Regions from separate parts of the Zea mays genome. Here region 2 is linked to region 1. Evidence: chromatin contacts called from public Hi-C data. All regions are on one chromosome and are shown on one strand. The core of a region is the stretch at or near the end of the contact, and the rest is flanking DNA. Distances in the headings are between cores, read along the strand shown. Region 1 holds the start of LOC100276756. Region 2 holds the start of LOC103641145.

Evidence for each region. Hi-C and Micro-C count contacts between places; a contact is called where the count stands out from the background.
Region 2: a Hi-C map of tassel shows a contact between it and region 1, with 2.9 times the contacts expected there. The contact joins the promoter of LOC103641145 here to the promoter of LOC100276756 in region 1. A contact is called at or near these places in 3 of 25 Hi-C or Micro-C datasets (leaf and tassel).

The regions. Positions count from the first base shown.
Region 1 is chr10:64,537,396-64,544,478 of Zm-B73-REFERENCE-NAM-5.0, reverse strand. LOC100276756 reads right to left here and starts at 1,665. Exons shown (of 2, transcript NM_001312889.2): 1 at 399-1,665. The coding sequence starts at 1,656. The coding sequence ends at 442.
Region 2 is chr10:64,686,264-64,693,096 of Zm-B73-REFERENCE-NAM-5.0, reverse strand. It overlaps LOC103641145, which reads right to left and starts at 3,703. Exons shown (of 9, transcript NM_001301488.1): 1 at 3,578-3,703; 2 at 3,015-3,240; 3 at 2,364-2,609; 4 at 2,242-2,292; 5 at 1,848-2,108; 6 at 1,698-1,750; 7 at 1,514-1,628; 8 at 1,092-1,346; 9 at 1-719. The coding sequence starts at 3,703.

The DNA of each region.
Region 1 (7,083 bases), core at 416-2,915:
ATTTCATTATTCTAAAGAAAATAAGTGCCAAACTGCAAATTATTAGTATAACTTAACTCCTGAGTACTGACATTGTCCCCCTTTCCTGAATTCAACCAGGGAATTAAGAGAAACCACCAAACAAGATATCTACATCCAACAATGTGCAAATTACAAAATAAAAACAAAATTGAGATAGATTAGATTATTGATAACATGGTTAAAACAGCAACCTAATCAAATCCTTCCATACATACTCTACATAATATTCCCAACTGAACATTATTTTCTTTAACTCTGTAAAATATTAAATCAGATTATAGAGCATAACTAATTGTATCGGCTTCAGAAAATATTACTAGAGAAGTGAATTAGCGTGCCCAAGAACAGTAAAATGGAGGAGTGTAGCAAATTCTTACCCACTAAAAGAAGCAGCACACGGATCAGTATGTTTTCATCAAACTAATGGACCATGCCAGAAGTGCCCTCATCAGGAATGACATCCTCTTCCTTCCTCAGCTTCCCACAGAGATTGCATTCAAACACATGGGACAGGTCGCCGTTTGGTGAGGGTGGCAATGGAGCAAGCATACCCCAACAACCCTCATTGTCACATAAGTACCTGACAAAGAAGTAGGCATGTGGGAAATCATCATCACCGCCATTGGTAGCACCATCCCCCTCTTCCTCCTCAATCCCATCATCACCTCTATCTCCAACATCATCCTCACCCTCCTCTTCCATGGTGTCATCCCCATCATCTCCATTGTTATCATCATCATCCTTCCACTGACTCTCCACCTGACAGCGATCACACTCGCACCGGAACCCATAATCCTCCAGCAGCCTGCGCTGCCTATCAGCATACCTCCAATTAGCCGCAAAGTAGCTGATGCAGACCTCCCTCCCCTCGGGTATGTCATGGAGTGCACGCACCACAATGTCAGTGTTCCCTGGCCCAGGCCTGTCGGGGTAATCGAAATGGCACGCATTGGGCAGGCAGTCATGGTTGAACAGCGAAGCACGGGGGTAGACTGCGTAGGCCCGCGCCTTCAGGAGCTCGAGCGACATCCCGTGTCGGTACGGCTCCATGATGGCGAAGCTGTTGCCCCGGTCCTTGGCGAGGAGAGCCGCCGTTAGGTCTGGCGACAATCCCTGGGGAAGCATGTGCGGCGGCGCTAGGGCTGCCACAGCAGCATGGAGCCCCGCGGCGTCCTGCGCGCCCGGGGGCGGGGGCGGCGCCGAGGAGAGAGAGAGCATGGAGCGCATGGTTGACTCCGGGAGGGAGTAGGCGGAGAGAAGGAAGAGGAGCGGCTCTTGGATCGCCTCGGTGGGAGCGGCGGCGGCGAGGCCAGCGCCGCCGCCGTGGGAGAGCGCGGCACAGAGGAGGTGCGGGTGCGAAGCGGCGGCGCAGGCCGGGGAGCAGAAGGCAGCGGCGCGGCAGGAAACGCAGGGAATCGTGGCGGCGGGGGGGAGGGAGCGGAAGCAGGCGGAGCAGTATGAGCGGAGGGAGGAGAGGGTCGACGGGTAGAGGAGGACGGGAGGCTCGGAGAGGAGCACCTCACCCTCGCGGACGTTGCGGGCGGCCACGAGACCGCGACCTCGTCCCGGGAGGTCGGCCACGCGAAGGACATCGCCGGCGGCCGCCATGGTGGGGGTTTGCGGCGCACTCTCCATGGCGGCGGCGGCAGGAGCAGGAGAGGTTTTGCGAACAGGGTGCTTCAGATTGCAAATACGGAGATAATTGGATTTTTGCCACTCATAATGTTGTCTTCTTATTATAATTACCATTGTGTGTATGAATTATGGGTCCAGCTAGGTCTATGAAATGTGAGTCTGATGGCAATTTTACAAACCTGTTTCTTGCTGATGGCAAATATCAGAATCTCTCGCAAATATGGGACGCTCGGGGAAATAATGGCAGGCCAAATATGGACTGACATATGGTACGTTCTGGAGATCGTGGGCTGAGCTTGAGCTTGAGGAATTAGCACTTCGTCAGCCCAGCCCTTCTCTACCCTAAAAAAAGATTCCATCCTAAACAGAAAGTTTTCTACTCTATCCAATATCATTTTACGGTCACAATTACTATATATATAACTACCATATATTATATTATATTTTTTCCGCACTTTCCTATCCTCATATATATATATATATATATATATATATATATATATATATATATATATATATATATATATATATATATATATATATATATATATATATATATATATATATATATATATATATAATACTATACTATACTTAAAGCATCAGTTTCAACGGTAGTCATGCGTCATTTTTTTACAAATAATCCCTCACAGCTATTTTAAATTAATCCGCTGCACGTCTATAGATGTCAAACGACGCTCGACACGGGCTAGATGCACGCGGGCCACAACTATGGCACAGGCACGTCATGCCGGCCTGCTAACTGTGTCGGACCAGACCGTTAGCCCGTCGATCCATTTAATTAAATCAGCGTAACGACGCCCGACACGGGCTAGATGCACGCGGGCCACAACTATGGCACAAACACGTCATGCCGGCCTGCTAACTGTGTCGGGTCAGCCCGTTAGCCCGTCGATCCATTTAATTAAATCAGCGTAACGACGCCCGACACGGGCTAGATACACGCGGACCACAACTATGGCACAGGCACGTCATGCCGACCTGCTAACTGTGTCGGGCCAGCCCGTTAGCCCGTCGATCCATTTAATTAAATCAGCGTAACGACGCCCGACACGGGCTAGATACACGCGGGCCACAACTATGGCATAGTCACGTCATGCCGGCCTGCTAACTGTGTCGGACCAGCCCGTTAGCCCATCGATCCATTTAATTAGATTAGCGTAAAATGTTAAAAAACGGTGCAAGAGGTGAGGTTTGAACCCATGCCCTGATGGAAGAAGAGCGGGAGACATGGGATGAAACTGTCTAACCAGTAGAACATCACGCTAAGATGTTTTTAATGTTGAATATAAATTGTATATATGTATATACGTTTTTTTGTAAAATAAAAAAAATAATCGTGTCGGGCCGGGCCAACACTACGGGCCGAGGCTACAGCCCAAGCACGGCACGACGTTCTTTGCTCTTGCAAGCATTAGGTCGTTTCTGAGACCACATTGGCGCAATGGACTACACAATGTTTGAGGTTGCTGAATTAGATGGAGCAGCAATGATTTGTCACACTAACATCAAAATGAAAGATTATTTGTTGGTTTTAAACGTTAGTAATTGCTACGAAGTAGCGTAATTTATATGTAGCGCATCCAGTTTTTATTGATGCCTGACTTTAGCAATCACTCCATATTTTGATCTATCTTTTTTATAAGTTTGACTTCATGGGACTTATTTTATAAACTTGATCTCACAAATTTTCTCTTATTTGGTCTCTGTATGATGGAATTATGTCCTTTTATAATCTCTGTTCATTCAGTCAATCGTTGTGAACTCTCTTCTAATCGCTCACTTCATTGGCCGTGTTGTACCAAGACATATTTGCATGGAGTAAACAATAACATCAGTTAGCCAAATAAAAAATATATTATACAGAGAGCGGAGACAAACAATAAAAAATCTTGAAATTTTTTTGATGGATAGTGTCGGCGTTTCGACCCCGGGGGGTCCCTGGACCGACGAGTAAATTGTCGCCGCGTGTCCCAGCCCAGATGGGTCGGCGCGAGACGGAGCACAAAGGGGGGAAAAGGAGACAGGCGAAAGGGGAAACCCGCGGCCTTCGTGTTGCCCTGCGCCCAGGTCGGGTGCGCTTGCAGTAGGGGGTTACAAGCGTCCGCGTGGGAGAGAGCGAGAGACTTACGCGTTGGCCCGTTCTCCCGCGCGGCCAACCTTCTCGTACGAGAGCCCTGGACCGTCCTTTTATAGGCGTAAGGAGAGGGCCCAGGTGTACAATGGGGGATGTAGCAGTGTGCTAACGTGTCTAGCAGAGAGGAGCTAGAGCCCTAAGTACATGCCGTCGTGGCAGCCGGAGAGGTTTTGGCACCGTGTTCATGTGATGTCGTGGCCGTCGGAGGAGCGCTGGAGCCTTGCGGAAGGACAGCTGTCGGGGCTGTCGAGTCCTTGCTGACGTCTCCTTGCTTCCGTAAGGGGCTGAGAGCCGCCGTCGTCATGGAGCATGCGGGGCGCCATCATTATTTGTTTACCGGGGCGAGCCAGATGGGACGCCGGTCTTGTTCCCCGTAGCCTGAGCTAGCTAGGGGTAGGGTAATGATGGCCCCCCTGCGATGTGGTTGGTCCGAGCCCTAGGTTGGGCGAGGCGGAGGCTCCTCCGAGGTCGAGGTCAAGTCTGTCTTCCGAGGTCGAGGTCGAGTCCGAGACCTGGGGTCGGGCGAGGCGGAGTTCGTCGTCTTCCGGAGCCGAGGCTGAGTCCGAGCCCTGGGGTCGGGCGAGGCGGAGTTCGTCGTCTTCCGGAGCCGAGGCTGAGTTCGAGCCCTGGGGTCGGGCGAGGCGGAGCTTACTATGGCGCCCGAGGCCGGACTTGGCTGCTGTCAGCCTCACTCTGTCGAGTGGCACAGCAGTCGAAGCGACGCAGGCGGCGCTGTCTTCTTGTCAGGTCGGTCAGTGGAGCGGCGAAGTGACTGCGGTCACTTCGGCTCTGTCGACTGAAGAGCGCGCGTCAGGATGAGGTGTCAGGCCATCCTTGCATTAAATGCTCCTGCGATATGGTCGGTTGGCGTGGCGATCTGGCCAAGGTTGCTTCTTGGCGAAGACTGGGCCTCGGGCGAGCCGGAGGTGTGTCCGTTGCTTGAGGGGGCCATCGGGCGAGACGTGAATCCTCCGGGGTCGGCTGCCTTTGCCCGAGGCTGGGCTCGGGCGAGGCGAGATCGTGTCCCTTGATTGGACTGAGCCTTGACCTTAACCGCACCCATTAGGCCTTTGCAGGTTTGTGCTGATGGGGGTTACCAGCTGAGATTTAGGAGTCTTGCGGGTACCCCTAATTATGGTCCCCGACAGTAGCCCTCGAGCCTCGAAGGGAGTGTTGATACTCGCTTGGAGGCTTTTGTCGCACTTTTTTGCAAGGGGACCGGCCTTTCTCGGTTGCGTTTCGTTCCGATGGGTGCGCGCGAGCGCACCCGCCGGGTGTAGCCCCCGAGGCCTCGGAGGAGTGGTTTGACTCCTTCGAGGTCTTAGTGCGTTTCGTGATGCTTCGGCCGGTCTGGTTGTTCCCTCATGCGAACTGGCCGTAGCCCGGGTGCACAGTCGAGTCCCAAGTTCTCGGGCTGGTATGTTGACGCTGTCAACAGTTTGGCCGGAGCCGGGTTTGCGAGAGCAGCCCCCGAGCCTCCGCACAGAGCGAGAGGACGGTCAAGGACAGACTCGGCTTTTTTACATACGCCCCTGCGTCGCCTTTCCGCAAGGAGGAGGGGGGGAAAGCGCCATGTTGCCCTCGGAGGGCGCCGAACATGGTGTCTCCAGTGAGTTGCTAACGGGTAATTCGAGTGGACGCCCGTGCCCCATTCGTTAGGGGTCGGCTAGTGGCCCGGAGGCACGCTCCAAAAGTACATGCGGGTGATTTGCCGGACCCGGTCCCCTTTTGACGGGGTCCGAGGGCTCGATGCCTCCCTCTGGTGGGATTCCGTTACAAAATCGGTCCCGTTGGTCTCGGAAATGTCCTAGGGTAGCTCGGGAGCGTAGCCCGAGCCTTGGTTATGTATCGAACACCCAGGGTCATCCCTCGCTCTGCGTCTGAGGCGGCTGTCGAACCCTTCGGGAGCCAGCCTACGAACCCCTGATCAGTAGTGGGTGCGGAGCCCGAGTGGCCTGAGGCGGCCGTTGAACCCTTCCGAGGGGCCAGCCTTCGAACCTCTGACCAGTAGTGGGCGCGGAGCCCGAGTGCTCTGAGGCGGTTGTTGAACCCTTCCGAGGGGCCAGCCTTCGAACCTCTGATTAGTAGTGGGCGCGGAGCCCGAGTGCTCTGAGGCGGCTATTGAACCCTTCCGAGGGGCCAGCCTTTGAACCTCTGATCAGTAGGGGGGCTCGGGGCCCGCTTCCTTCGCGGAGAAGGATCCCTTTCGGAGTATCCCCTTTCCCGGTCCCTGTGGCAAGAGAGAGAAAGAGGAATTGGAAAAGGATATGAAATCGAATGACGTGGCACACCTTTTTTAACGCGGTCATCATGGCGGAGGTGAAGCGTCGCCTGCTTCGCCTGCCAAAGGTGCCGCCTTTCCTGCCGTAGAGTTAATGCGACGGGATGAGTGGTTCGCGGGGCAGCCATTGTGCGTGCGCGAGCCATTCGAGGAACGGAACACGGGCGCGTCGTCTTCACTCTGTGGGAGAGGGCTCTCTTGCTGTCCTAGGAGGGGACGTGAGCTTGCTGACGACTTGACTGCTGCTTCCGCCCGCCTGCCACCGCCATTACTGCCGGCCCATTTCTGGCCGTATCGACCGTCGCGCCTTCTCCCGCGGCTGACTGACCCGTGACCGATGTGCTCAGTTGGCACTGTCGGGTCATGCGCAGGGTCGCCTCGAGTCGCGGCACCGGTTCCGCAGTCGAGAAGGCGTGGCACTAGCGCGAGTGGCGGTGCAGTTTCTCGCACGTAGTAACCGGCGCGCCGGTTACATGACGTGTGGGCCTGGGCCTCCATGCTGGACGCGTCGAAGTCGAAAGGGTGCGCCCCCTTGGTGCGGTTGCATGTCGCCTGCATGGCGGTCCGCCCTTTCACCCGCTGGTCCAAGCGATAGTGGAGGAATGCTTGTAACCGCTGGGCAGTTGCGCGCACCGCGCGCGGCGGTTTTGGCTCCTTCTGTCCTGGGCCAGCTTGCATGACACGTGGGACCCAGCCCCCATGTCGTAGGGGGAGGACCTTGGAGCGTGTTGGAGAAGACTCGGTCCGCGACGGCTGAGGACGCAAGTGGGGAGAGTCGCCTTTAAAAGGAGGGTGACCCCCTTGGATGGCAACCATGTCTTCGCACTCCCTCCATGCATCGCGTCCTTCCACCTTCCGAGCCCCCGGATGGGGAGCGTCCGCGGTTCTTCCGCCTTGTCGTCGTTGGAGGAACGCAACTTCGCGGAAGTTGGTACCTTTCAGCCATCGCTCGGCTTCAAGGATTTTCATCAGGCAGCCCGGTTGCATC
Region 2 (6,833 bases), core at 2,454-4,953, 150 kb before region 1:
CGTGTTATTACCCCCAGCCTTCTCGATCAGCTGAAGTGATCTGGTGGACCTCTTGGCCTTGTGCTCCATCACGGTGAGGTCCTCGGAGTCGGAGTAGCCGTCCATCATGCTCTCCAGCCTGACGAAGATCAAGAGCCTGTCCAGGAGCATCTTCTCGAAGTTGTCGTCTTTCTTGTGGATGTCCTTGTATCCATACCTTGCGACGCAGCGGAACATGTGGTAGTTCTTTGGCCCGATCCTCTTCATGATGAATCGTTCCTCGGCTGGCACCGTGTAGACCGGGAGGTACTTGACGCAGACAAAGACAACCACCGAGTGGATGGCAGGGAGGTTGGTGACGAAATGGGAGAAGATGTGCGGGACGCCACTCGCCAGCTCTGTGTACACGAAGCCTATCCCAGGGACCCTGACAAGGCCAAGGCTCGGCCCTAGCCCCAGAATCCACGCCATGGAGACCTTGCTGTGCATCTCAAATTCGTAGCGCTTCACAGTGCAGAAATGCCACACGTGCATGATGACGAAGAAGGTTATTGCGATGACTAGTGGAACCCAGCCACCTTGATCCACTTTATTTATGCACGCCGTGAAGTATGGGAGCTCAACCGTCAAGGAGAGCACGAGGAAGATGACAACAAGTATCCAGTGGCTTTTCCATACCAGCAGCATCACTGGGACCATGAGAAATGTTGTAACTAGCATAACAATCACCACTGCAGTGCCTGCTCAGACAACATTACATGCAAATAAATAAGTATCATGCCGTGTATTGAATGCAGCAGCAAAAAATGTTTTTAAAATTGGCATAGTGGATTCGTCAGCTCTATTCTTTCAGTGGTACCCGTCCATGAGACACTTGTGATGACTGCTCATAGAGGTAGTACATGTGCATAAGGGTGAGCGTAGATGCGCATTTGTAAGCATCTATGTTTGTACTATGACCTGAAAAGAAACTACAGTGTTTACTTAAAAAAACTACAAAGTCCTGCTAGCCACCTTCCATTTAGAAGTAACATGTAAACTGATATGTGTTCCAAGTTAAGTGCGCTGAAAGCGTGATAGACACAAACCAACTTCACCCTAGAAAAACTCACCATATGCATTTCCTATCTGGCTTTGATTCTTGAATCCAGCAGTTACAGCAATGCAAAGAATCATAAGTACCCAATTGATGTCAGGGATGTAAATCTGCCCCAGAAATTTCTTCGAGGTATGCACAACATTGACACGGGGGAAACAGCCCAGTGCAAGGGCTTGCTTAATTATCGAGTAGGTAGCAGATATGGTTGCTTGACTTGCAACTACTGCCGCAAGAGTTGCTATGATGAAGGCTGGCCAGTATATGGCCTCTGCAGTGAGAGTATCTCAGCTTTAGTATAGTGAAGTGTACAAAGCATTAACATACAGTAACAGTAGTGGGATGAGCACTGTGCCAATTTGCACATAGTGGGCTTGATATGGTGGTATAGCTGTTCACATATGAGATGGATAAGATTTGTTTAGATTTCAGAAGAACCTGGAATGGAGCGGTAGAAGGCATCAACTACATGATCCTTGTTGTCAATGATGTAGGCAGCCTGCCCAGTGTACGCCAGTAGAAGGCAGGGGAACACCACTAAGGTGAACGCAAACTGGACATAGACATGATTAATCCATTGAGGTATTATCATAATTCATAATTTTTCTATTTGAACACTCACCTGAATAGCCAATACAGGGAAGTGACATAGATCTGCATACAATGCTTCAGTCCCTGCATAGAAAAAGGCATATAGATAAGGTAACTCTGTTTCATCTTACAATTGATGCAGAAGTTAAAGTTGAATTGCCAAGAGATGTCCAAGAGATACCTGTGATGCTAAGCATGACTCCTCCAAGAGATGTCCAAATCTCAGACTTGCCTCGTCTAAAATACCGGAAGATGTAGACTGGATTGTATGCTTTTAGAACAGAACTGTTGTATTTGCGTATGTTCACTAACCCAACGCTCCCGATTAGAATAAACCAAAGGAGCACCAAAGGTGCAAAGAGCCACCCAACTTTATCTGTCCCATAGTGTTGCATGCAGAATAAGCCAATTAATATAAACACCGCGACGATTACGACCACATCTGCCAGGAATTGAAGATATTAGACTAATCAGATTAGGCAAAGTAAGTTATGCTCCTCACCAGATCAAGGAAATAGTCCACCAGATTCAACAATGAACACAGATATAACCATACAGAAAAGAAAAAAATATACCTGTACTCATGTTCTGATTCTGGACCCTTATTCCACCTGCCGCAGAAAGAACTGCATATAACATACAAAATACAGCTTAGATCGCAGCTGCATTGGATTTATTCAACTACGATTCTGAATACCTGAGATTGCAGGAGTAAGAATCCCATCTCCGATGGCGGTACAGGTACCAATGAGAACAAGAATAAGAAGGCAGTTCTTTTTATATGCATGCCCCTCTAGCCATTTCTTCACTTTTGCTGCAAGTGAATTCTCCTCATAAGTTTGCCGACTATAAGTTGTTAATTCTTCATCTGTCTTATGTTGGTTGGGTATAGTGCTGACCTTTGCATGCCGGCACAGTAGAGAATAAAGAGCAAACGTGCCACCTGTGAATAACCAGAAAAAGAAATGTTGTCAGAAAACTTCTGGAAACAAACTATACCAGCTGAAGGAGAAGTATTTCTTGTCACAAAATAAAATCTAAAATGAACTAAGAGTTTCACCTTCTACAGATTTCATGGTTAGTAAAGTGATGCATAGCAATCACTCTGACATCTCATATTTAAACCGTGGTGATACTCGACACAAATCCTTTGTTTCACTAGAGCACTGTTTTGTCATGAGATTCTGCCAACCAAACCAGATGGTAAAATTGCAAAATCTCTGTGAACTAACGGCTCATACATTTGCAAATGTGTAAATGCGACAAGAGCACTCGTAATTATTGCAAATACCATAGAAATCATAAGAGGCAACAGACTAGGCTAAAATACAAGAATGCTCTATCTCACCTTGACCATTGTCGTTAGCTCGCAAGACGACAAAAACATACTTCATCAGAGGGATGAGGGTGAGTGTGTAAATGATCAAGGATAGAGCTCCAATTACATCCTCGTCTTCGTCAACACCATGTGGAAAGATATTGTAGAAAACATACAATGGTGATGTACCTAAGTCCCCAAACACTACCCCAAGACTTTGAAACGCGAGCCGCAGTAACAAAATTGACGAAAATTTCTGCATGAACAAATTTAAAGATCAAGTTAGTCTTTTTTTGCTAAGGACACAGTTAAAGGTCTAGCAGTACATGAGACATGGAGCACAGCTGTTGTGGCACTTTAAGATGAATAGACAAAACAAGTTGTAAGAATCTGAATATAGTTCCTGCAACAGGAAAAAAACAGCAGTAACAGCACATGTTACATACAGTTTCCGATACCCCTTTATATTGAAATGATCCCCTGAACCATCAATAGAATATTGTACATCGAACTATCGAAGGACCACCATGTTTCTTTCAGATATACAGAGACTAATAATCTAAATGCGATGATAGCAAGGATGAAAACGATACCTTTTCTTTGTACATGTTCTTCAGTTGACTGGCCTCCTCGTCCATGGGCTGATCAAGGTTCTGATCCAGTTCCCACATGCTGCCTCGGTTGGTCGTCTCGCTATCTGACATCGACGCCATAAGCATCTCCTTCAACCTTGAGGTCACAATGACACAATCCCACCTCAAAACCTCACGGCTGAGAGCTCCCCGATGGCCGAAAGCGACCCTTGCATGAACCGAAAATGGAAGCGCTTAAGTTGCCAAACAGAGCACCAGAAACTAAGCCACCAGAATCAGGGACAGGAACAACTCTTCAACCCTCTCACTGCGATTCCATCTCAAATCCGCACATCTGCGGCGGCGGAGGCCGTCAGTAACCTTGGTCTACCCAAACAGCAAATTTTCGAAGCAAAACCAACAGCACAAGCACAGGTAACCGAAATCTGAATGCCACCTCGAATCTTTACAAAGAACTTGCAACCAGAATGGAGCTGTTTCCCTTCGATTTCGGCAAGAACAGAACAGAAGTTTCGGGCCAAGAGTCAGGAATCAAGAACGAGAATACCCAAATCGGAGTCAGGAGCAGAGGATTCGCCACCGCCGAGCCGAAAATCTTGACTCACAGCCAACCTCTCAGAATCTTCACATAGAGAGACGAACCTGGACAGATTCCCAGGACCAAGAAAACCCCAACCTTTCACCTCCTCCAAACCCCGGCAAGATCAAACTTTGGTGCTACAGTAACCGACCGGGGGAGAAGCAGCGATGTGGGCTGCCGTACGATGGTCAAATCCACAGTAATCCAGCAGACAGAAGGTGTACGCTGGGGAAATATGATTTGTGTAGACTGTAGAGATAGAGAGATAGAAGAGAGGGGGGAGAGAGAGAGCAGCCTGCTCTCTGGCTCCGCACGTTCATAAAGGAAGGTGCAGGAAGAGCTGGATGGCCGCTTGGCTGGAGTACGGCGGGAGGTAGGTGAGGAGCCCACCACAAGAACAAATTGGAATTGGCACTTCAACTGAAAACTCCAACACGAGTAGAAATTCATCCGCACGCTGGTTTTGAGTCACCACGAGCAAATTTACAGCAGGTCTGGCGCTCACTGGTCCTGCTGATGCAGCGGGTGAGCTGGCAGGGCAGGCACTGGTCCTCATATTATCCTCCTAAATTAGAGCATCTCAATAATATCTTAAATTGGTGTCTTAAATTAAAATATGAGGCTCAATACATAAAAAACTACTATAACGGTGTCTTATTTTATAAAATTAGATCAAAAAATTATAAAATATACTCTCAAAAGTCTTAAATATACTATATCTGTTGTTCTATAATATATATTTGTTACGCTAAATTTTATAAAATATACTCATTTTAATACATTTTTATAGGTTGGAGATGCTATTAGTCGCCAGTCACCCCACCCGCCCTTTTTTTTGTTTCAGAATTGAGATCTTCGGGATGTACAGTTTTGAGATCGCAAAATAAATGAACGTCTCATTTTCTAGTTAGTTGATTTTTTAAAAAAGTTTTTCCAAGTAATATTTAAAAAATATACCGATATTAATAGTAGCTGAGGTGATACCAAAACTAGGGCGCAAATTTGCTCGCAAAGCTTTCAGCAGCCTGTGGCACAGGAACTGAAATACGTTTGTGCTGGTCGCACCGCCGCACGCCACAAGTGACAAGTCAGTCCTGGTTTGAAAGTGAAAAACCACTGTTTTTCAATATCACAGTCTAATAATTGTTATAGCATAACTATAGTATTTTTACAACAGTCAATCGAACACCTAATTGGTACTATGGTGTTTGTGCCGCCATCAAATTACATTCATAAGTTGTTGATTGATGATCATAAGCCAAATAAGTCGTAACAATTAACATGGACTGAAAAAATAAGTGCGTGAAAGTTCACATGAAAAAAGTGTGTGACAAAGGGATCGCTTCACGTCCAGGGCAAAAACTTGGTCTAGACCATAGTTTTCTATACTCTACCATGGTATTGCCAAAACCAAGCTACTGTTTGGTAATATAGTTTTGAAATATCATATTTTATAATCAGACATGACATAAATATTACAGTTTACTCTATCACAGTAAAACCACAGTTGCTTAAAACTGAGATCTATTTGGTTCCATTAAGAAAATCAAAGTATATGTAGAGAGAATAGAAGAAAACAGAGGTCTCCTGAGTGGAGTTTCCAAAACTCTGAAAATACCACAGTTTTAGATAGACCGTGTTATTTAAAACTATGTTTTGTCTGTACCAACCAAACACTTGTTGGATCTCAATAATACAATATCATAAAATACCATATTATTGCTTTAAAACTGTAAAAACACTAAGGGCTTGTTTGGTAATGCAGTTTTGAAATATTATAGTTTACAATTGCACATGACACAAATACTACAATATTACTTTACCGTAGTAAAACCACAGTATCGCTTAAAATCAAGATGTGTTTGGTTCTATTAGAAAACCAAAGTATTTGCAGAGAGAACAGAAGAAAATTGAGGTCTTGAGTGGAGTTTTCAAAACTCCAAAAAATACCATGGTTTTGAGTAAACCATTATATTTAAAAATGTGTTTACCTATACAAACCAAAGGTTTTCAATACTACGGTATCATTAAATACCATAGTATTGCCTTAAAACTGAAAAATACCAAGCTTCCAAACAGGACCCCAAAGATTTATATACTATGATTTTAGATAGTCTACCAAACACCTTTTAGTCTCTAAAACCATGGTATTCCTAAATACAATAGTCTTGTCTCAAGACTAGAAAAATACAGGCTCTCCAAACCGGGACTAATTTGGTTTGGTAAGTTACGGAAGAAAACCAAACATATAATTTTAATAACCAAACTACTCATTCGTTTAGACATTTTTAAGTACATATTGTTTCTGTTACATATCTAGAAATAATTTATATCTAGATGCATAATCAAAGCTATATATTTAAAAAATACCAAAATGGTCTGTGAAGCAGTAATTAGGCTAGTTTGTCAACCTCATTTTCGTAAGGAGTTTTCATTTTATCAAGAAAAATTAGTTTATTTTTTCGAGAAATGGAGTTGCCAAACTAGGCTTAGTATGCCATTTTGAAACACTCAAACTCAAGAACAAAAAAGCTGTCCAGATCTTGTCGGAGAACAAAACAAAGATAGGCAGGGCAGAAATGTTGCGTCCTCCCGGAAAATGTATGGGTCATTTTTTTGGAAACGTGTCGATAGTTAAAGACTATCTCCAAGAGTTTACTCCTTCATATATATATA